Regions from separate parts of the Mus musculus genome. Here region 1 is linked to region 2. Evidence: chromatin contacts called from public HiChIP or PLAC-seq data. All regions are on one chromosome and are shown on one strand. The core of a region is the stretch at or near the end of the contact, and the rest is flanking DNA. Distances in the headings are between cores, read along the strand shown.

The links. HiChIP or PLAC-seq counts read pairs in DNA pulled down with a chosen protein or histone mark.
Region 1: a contact with region 2 is called in an H3K4me3 HiChIP or PLAC-seq map of bone marrow-derived macrophages, with 3 times the contacts expected there. The contact joins the enhancer-like site here to the promoter of Mbnl1 in region 2. A contact is called at or near these places in 1 of 15 datasets of contacts at CTCF or cohesin (the NIH/3T3 cell line), 34 of 484 Hi-C or Micro-C datasets (the AML12 cell line, the BV-2 cell line, the C2C12 cell line and 23 more), 25 of 115 datasets of contacts at active chromatin or transcription factors (the HPC-7 cell line, the NIH/3T3 cell line, PVALB interneurons and 21 more) and 3 of 9 other capture datasets (adipose tissue, liver and pancreatic islet).

Annotation. Positions count from the first base shown.
Region 1 is chr3:60,625,611-60,629,179 of GRCm38.p6, forward strand. It overlaps Mbnl1 (muscleblind like splicing factor 1), which reads left to right. Exons shown (of 10, transcript NM_020007.4): 10 at 770-3,569. Among named protein-coding and RNA genes, the nearest start is that of Mbnl1, 130 kb to the left of the region's middle. Within about 2 kb of position 2,146, at least 4 of the 459 cell types and tissues checked have an H3K27ac peak or open chromatin away from gene starts, as enhancers often do. A contact at or near this core is called in bone marrow-derived macrophages, where this site is marked.
Region 2 is chr3:60,499,452-60,502,993 of GRCm38.p6, forward strand. It overlaps Mbnl1 (muscleblind like splicing factor 1), which reads left to right and starts at 1,728. Exons shown (of 10, transcript NM_020007.4): 1 at 1,728-1,972.

The DNA.
Region 1 (3,569 bases), core at 896-3,395, 130 kb after region 2:
CAATGATGTGAATGATCTCACAGCTCTGTATGAAAATGGGAGAGCTTGGAATGTGCTTCAGTTGAGGCAGAGGTACGCGAGCTTCTCTTCTCAGTAGTTATAAAAGAAGGCATTTGCACAGGGAAGGCTAGTGTAAGAGGAGAGACCTTGAATTGAAGTAGGAACAGAGCACAGGTCAGATCTACAATGGTAGTTAAAAAAAAGAGTGGCAGGAATCCATAGCAAGAGCCAGACATATAGGTTCCAGAAGAGAGAGAAAGGAGGTCAGAGGGAGAGGCATTTAAAGACAAAATGTACGACTGAGGATCCCTGCCAAAGATATGTTGCAGTTAACAGTTATTTAAGAAAAAGATTTGTCCATTTGTAACTTTCTCAGAGTAGTTCTGGCCAGATATGATGGTACGTACCTTTAATCCCAGCATGTTGGAAGCAAATATGAGTGGATTTCAGTGAATTCAAGAAGAGCCTGGTCTATATAACACGCTCCAGGTTAGGCAGGATATACAGTTAGATCCTGTCTCAAAAAAGGAGGGAGGGTTAAAATGTTGTTTCTTCATAGTCGGTCAAGTGCATGAAATAAGCACACTACTCTGTTGGTTATATGTTTAAAGGAGTTTTTGTCAACATGTTGACCATGTATCAAGATGTGTGTGGAGTGTGTGTGTATGTGTCTGTGTGTATGTGGTATACGTATATTACTATATATTGAAAAATGCTTTAAGTAATTATTTATATGTTTGAACAAAGACTGTCTCTTTTCCTATTCTAGATCATACAAAGAGGAAAGGACAGTGTGCTTGATTAGAGTAAGGACGACGTCATTAGCCATATTGTATATACCGTCAAGCAACACATACAAAAATCCCTCAGCCACAAGACATCCACATATTGCATGTTAACCAGAAGAAACGACAACATGGGAACCTGCTGCACACTGTTGCCTACACACTTTGTACATTCAGTTGGTATTTGTGCTGAGGTGATATTCCTATCTAAAACAACAACATTGTCTTTCTTTTGTAGCACAGAGTTATGCATTAAAATATGCATACGTAATTAGTTTCCTATATATTCATGCCATCTTGAAAAGACAGACTATGGTGTGACCATGATTCTATTATGTATTGGTACGTCTGTAGACCAAGATATAATTTTTTAAAAATAAGTTTATTTCTTTCAAGGTTTACAAGTAACCAAGGTGCACCTTGTATTTAAAATCGCCGTTAGAGCTGAGAGCGCGCATGCAGAGTCATTTTTGTTTGAGAGTAATATTTTTACTGTAATAGATTGTACGACATGGTGAGGGAGGGAACTGACAGATGAATGTGCCAAGCAAAACCACAACTGTGTATATTTTAAAGCACACCATGGCTTTAAGTACCATGTTGTTAAGGATTCTCATGAAGTGCCATAGACTGTACATCAAATTAGAGTATTATTTCTTCAGTGTTATTGTTTCTGGAGCCACATTTTGTTGCTTATTTGCTAGTACTAATCAATCAAAGGGCACCATTCTTTTCTTTTTTGTTTTTGAAACCAAAGCTGTCTCAGAAATGGCCAATTTAACTTTACAGTAACAATAGACAGCACAACACAAACTCAATACAGATAACCTTTCACATACTGGAGATATATATGATAGATATATAAAATTATTTTAATGCATTGTAGTGTAATATTTATGCATACTCTACTATATAACATGTTATTCAAAAGGGATATGCCATTTCTGAGACACAATAACAAAAAATGTTTGAGGAAATTATTTTGCTTCTATTTATAGCCTCTGTCAAAAGTCAAAAGACTATAAATGCTTTGCAGAAATGGGTTCACGTTTGCTTAAACGCTTCATCACAGTCACATTCAAAATAGTGACTCTAAACAAAGAGAACAGCACTGTCATCAGATGCATGATAAACCAAAATATGAAAATGGGAAATGTTTAATTAACCTAGTAATTGGGTGGGTTAAGTACATGGGTGAATTTTATATGTGATTCTTTTGTTCAGATTAACTGCTTATAGCCTTAGAAAGCCTTTTAAAAAATTTTAAAAATAGATGTGCATTCAGTTTTTAAGAATGGATTCATCCAAAGGAATTCCCCTTTTTTGTGGTTTGGATGTTGCAGCTAGGAAAGGCTATTTTTGCTCTGTTCAGCAGTTCTAAAATCGCTGAGTAGGGGCCAGGTCACTGGCAGTTCTAGTGTGGAATGGGAGAAGTGAGAGTTCTGTTATAGAACTTTCCATACTTCCAAGTTTACTGCAAGTTTTTATGCTTGAGAGAGATGCTTTCTAATATAAGACTGATGTGTTGATTTTCCTGATTGTACTGTACATCTATTAAAGCCTTAGATTATTACATTACGGGTTGGAACCCATACCAATGTAATTTCAATCGTGTTAAGAGAGTAATGGTGACTTCACATGTTATTGTAGTTAGTTACGTTATAGAATATTACTTATTTTTCTTGTTAAAATGTAGTTTTTCATTTCCTACATTTATTGGATTTTCATTTTCTATTAACAGTTGAATACCATTTCAGTTTTTAGACTATTGTTTTATTAGATTTTACCAATGAATTTTTCAAAATACAAAAAAATTAAAGTAGTTTTTTCTTCATAACATACTCAGTTTTAAATTACATGTAGTGTCATATGAATATCCGTATTATTGTTAACTAAATGATTTATATTTTACTGATTTAATATTACAGTGTAAGAATGTCAGTCATTGTTCTTGTCTAGTTTTCATTAAAAGAACAAAGATCTTTTATATGGATATCTTATAAATATATAATCATTGCTAAGTAAGAAGTTAAGTTGTTGCTATGGCAACAATCCTGGCAGACAATTGAGTAATATTTTGATGATTTATTTTGTTTGTAATTAGTTATTATGAGAAGATCTAGATCCTAGATATTAGAATAAAATTTATTTTCTACTGTATCCATTTCAAATGTTAAAGTATTGTTTAATATTTTTGAAATCCCTGAATATCAGGCCTTGTTATAAATAAGCTGCATAATCAATAAATAGAACAAGGGACTTTTTGTTGATAATCCAAATACTCAAAGTTTACGTAATGAGAATTTTAGCGTGTGTGCAAACTCTTGAGGGTTGATGATGCTGCAATTTAGCATGTTGGAAAGTCTAGAGAGAAGGTTGACTTTTTGCACTTCTGTATATAGTCAAAAGAGAGAAACCTGTATAATAGCAAGATCTTATTTTGAATAAAAACGTCTATAATTACAAGGAGTTTTGTTAAGGCTAATGAAATGACAGACTGAGCAAAATTGCTTGCAAAAGTGGCACAGAGTTAGCACTCCATACCCTTCAAACACGTCGCTTTGCTTTTTGTGGACAGCTTGTAGTTTGCCAGGATTTTTCAGCTGGAAAGATTTGCCATCCTTCCAAGATCTCATGACTGACAAAACTCCATTGGGCCAAATCTGCCTGAAGATCATTACCAAAAAATAGCAGGTACTTCAGCCACTAAGATGAAATCATGGATCAGATATCCCTTACATTGTTTTCAAAACTACTGCATGTTTAAAACTTCAACAAAAAGAG
Region 2 (3,542 bases), core at 478-2,977:
TAATCTCCTTTTAAAGAAAGGAAACAGATGACTGTATTGATTCTACAGGGCATTGAAACAGATAGGCTTCTTGCACGTGCTCTGCACTTTGCTCCACCGTCCCAGGGCCCACTTGTGCCACACTCCCTGTGCCTATGATTGTGTGCACGTGGAAGCCAGGGGTCCACATTAGGTGTCTTCTGAAATTTACCTTCCATCTTATTACTTACTTTTTTGAGTGTCTCTCATTGAGTCTGGAATTCAGAGTTAACTGGCTAATGGGCTGTGAATATCTCCCATTCTCTACCTGATCCCAGCACTGTGGTTACAGACACTTGCCTAGATGTTCGGAATTTGAACTCAGGTTCTCAGACCTGAGCTCCAGCTTCTTTACGCAGGAGTCATCTCCCTAGCCAGCTAGCCTATCCAGGCAACTCTCTTTTTATCTTAGCAACTTCTGCACATCCTTCAAGGCGCTGCTTGCATAAGTTCCTCCAGGGAGCCTTCCCTCCTTTTCTCAAGGGCATTTTGGATATTTGCCTACCATCTTAGCACCAGCTGGCTGGTGCTCTTTTCTACCATGCTGCTCCAAAAAGTACAATCCGTGTACTCCATCCTCCTGCACTTACCTCCATCCTACCTATACTTAACTACTTCTGCCATAGCTCACATTCCATCCAGTTGCTGGAATGAATGCTGAGAAAGTCCTCAGGCGCTGGTGGTTACTAATTGTCAGTTAGAAACTCCCTGTCTCTGTTCTCTGAGAAAATGCTACTGTCATTCTACTTTGTTTCCATTGTTGGGGACTTGGGAACTTTTAATAATTAACACTGAGAAGTGGTACTAGTTAATTAATTAATTATTTCAGGAAGGGATCAGTAAGCAGCAAGTCCGTGTTTCATGGACCAGCAGAGGATCAAGATCTGTTACTAGTACCTCTGCAAACTAGTGGAGTACTTTATTTATTTATTTATTTATTTACTCCGCCTAGGAGAGTGTGCCTGACCCACTCAACAGAAACAGGGAGGGAGAAATCCAGTTTGCATTCACTCACCTCAACTCATGTTCAAACCATGAAACAAACGTTTTTATAGTTAAAAATCATCCCTGACGAAGTTATCAGAATTCCTTGAAATTCACTGGAAATCCCGTCCGCAGATCTTCAAACTTTATCTCTTCTCAGAAGCCCAGAATTCTTTTCTTTCAAAGCCAAGTTACAGGACAGCAGCTAATGAACTAGGAGCTGGTGTTTCATTTGCTCAGGCGGGCAGTTGCCCAGGGCTTGTTTGCGTGGGAGTACCTCTGCAGCGCCTAAGATGTTATTTTATTTTAAAAGAGGGAGCCCTGCTTGCTTTCTGTACACCACACTGCAGAGTTGGAAGTAAGGGAGCCTTTAAACTGCAAGTTTTATTTGCCGATAGGACAGGAAGGTGGCCTGGGTTTGTGTTTGGGTGACGATCAGTTTTCTCGCAGAACTCCAAAACTGTGAGTGCTGAGAAAGATACCCACCAACACCCGTGCAAGCTTCTTTCCCGCCCTTCGCCTTCCAGGTTCCAGGCGATGCGCTGCTTCTGCTGCTGCAGGCCGGGCAGCTAACTCTAACCTTCCGTCTAACCTTGCGGGCCTCGCGGGCTGGGCGCGGAGCCCCGGGAGCTGGAGCGGCGGTGAGCGGCGCGGGCCCGGGCGAGCGAGCGGGCGGGCGGGCGGGGGCCGGGGCTGCGCGTGGGAGCTCTGCGCGTCCGCGCGCCTTCCTGGCGGGGCTGGCGCGGGGGAGGGGCCGCGCAGCGGCGGAAACCGGCGCGCGGCGATAAGAGGCTGCACGGCGACATGCCACAGTCTCTCGCCGCAGCCCGTCGAGTCGGGGCGCTCGCCATGCTCCCGTGACCCGGACCCGGCCAGTTCCCTTTCCCGTGGCGGGCATCCCGGAGTCGCGATCCCACAATGCCCCGGGCAGTCGGGGCCCCGGCGGGCAGCCTGCACGGCCACGTGAGAGGTGAGTGGCGGGGCGGCCGCGCATTGTTCTGCGCTGCGGGCGGCGCTGCGGCGGCCTCGGGTGGCGCTCGGGGGTCCCCGGGCCGCACCGCGATCGCGCGCTGCGGCTACCGGCCCTGTCCCGCGCCTCCCTGCGGGCCCCCGTGGGGCGCCGCGGGACAGGACTAGTGGCCGGTGAGCCGGGGCAGGTGCGTGGCCGAGTGCTGTGAACTCGGTGACCTCTGCCAGGGTCGACGGGGGGCGGCCACTGGTCGCGCGGGTCCCGGCCGCGCCCGCATCCCTCTGCCGGGGCTGCCACCCAGCACCGGCTTCATGTGGGCCAAGTATGTGCACGCAGAGGTTAATGCTCTGCTTGCCACCCATAAATTACGCATGACATGTTTAGTTGGGCTGCCTTATATGGAGAGTGCTGTATTTCAGTCCAGTGTGCTTTTTGCCAAGTTTACAGGGAGGAAGACGCCCTGCTTGAGAGGGCTGCCGCTTTTCCTCCCTTTCTGGTGGTTTTGTAGTGCGTCACTCAAAAACTGTAAGAAAAGTAAGTATAGAGCTTTCCGGGTGGAGCCACAGTAGGCTGGTAGAACAGCTTTCATGATAAGTAGTCAGTATATGGACTGGTTTTTTAAATAAAAACAAGAGAAATATGAAACCTTTCCTCACTCCTCCCCCCGCCCCCCCAAAAAAAAGACCGAGTCTGATGTTGTTAGTAATGTGCCATATGAGAATACTTTGATTTTAGAGGATGTAACGTGAGATTTAAAGAAATTACACACACACACACACACACACACACACACACATACACACACACACATGCATGTATGTATAAATGGAGCTGAAGCCTTCCTGGCTAGCCCACAGCATTTTACAGCTACATGGGTGTTGAGACAAGCCTATTACGCTGCTAAGATGGGTTTATGTGCGGTATGCATCCCCAGGATTAAAAACAAAGTTAGAAGCAGCCTGGAAGGTTATTGCCACTGTTTTAGGTTTCTGTGTCCACCAGCACAGGCACAGACCATAGCAAGTGATTAATAAAGTCTGCAACACTCTGAGCTATTTCACAAACAAATTAATTCAAGGAGAGGGAAGTCATAATTACGGCCTTTGGATACGCAGGTCTTCTGCAGCATGCTTTGAAATAGTACACTAGTGGGCATGTTAGACCTCCTTCCTGGGTTTCAACACAGTGTTCATACAAGGAACTTACTTAGGCCATAACTTTCCAAACCAGGCTGTCTCTGTCTATGGCTTTACAATGTTGGTGTTGTTACCTGGTCCTATTTGTAAGATAAAATTCTGATCCCCAAAGATAAGTTGAAGTGAAAGTTCAAGGACTGCAGAATCCTTGAACAATTTAGTTCAGGAGGCAGATGTGTTAACTATGTAGTTGGTAGCCTGAAGACAATGAGTTATTTCACAGCGGGAGAAAGCACGTGGCTGTCACTTCCATCTTTGCCTCCTTAAAAGTTGGTGACAGCTAAACTAGCTTTCAAGAAAGCCATCATGTTCCAGTTTCTTGTATTTGTACAGGGTTACACTTTTTTCCCCAAGATCTAGACATAGTTTTTTAT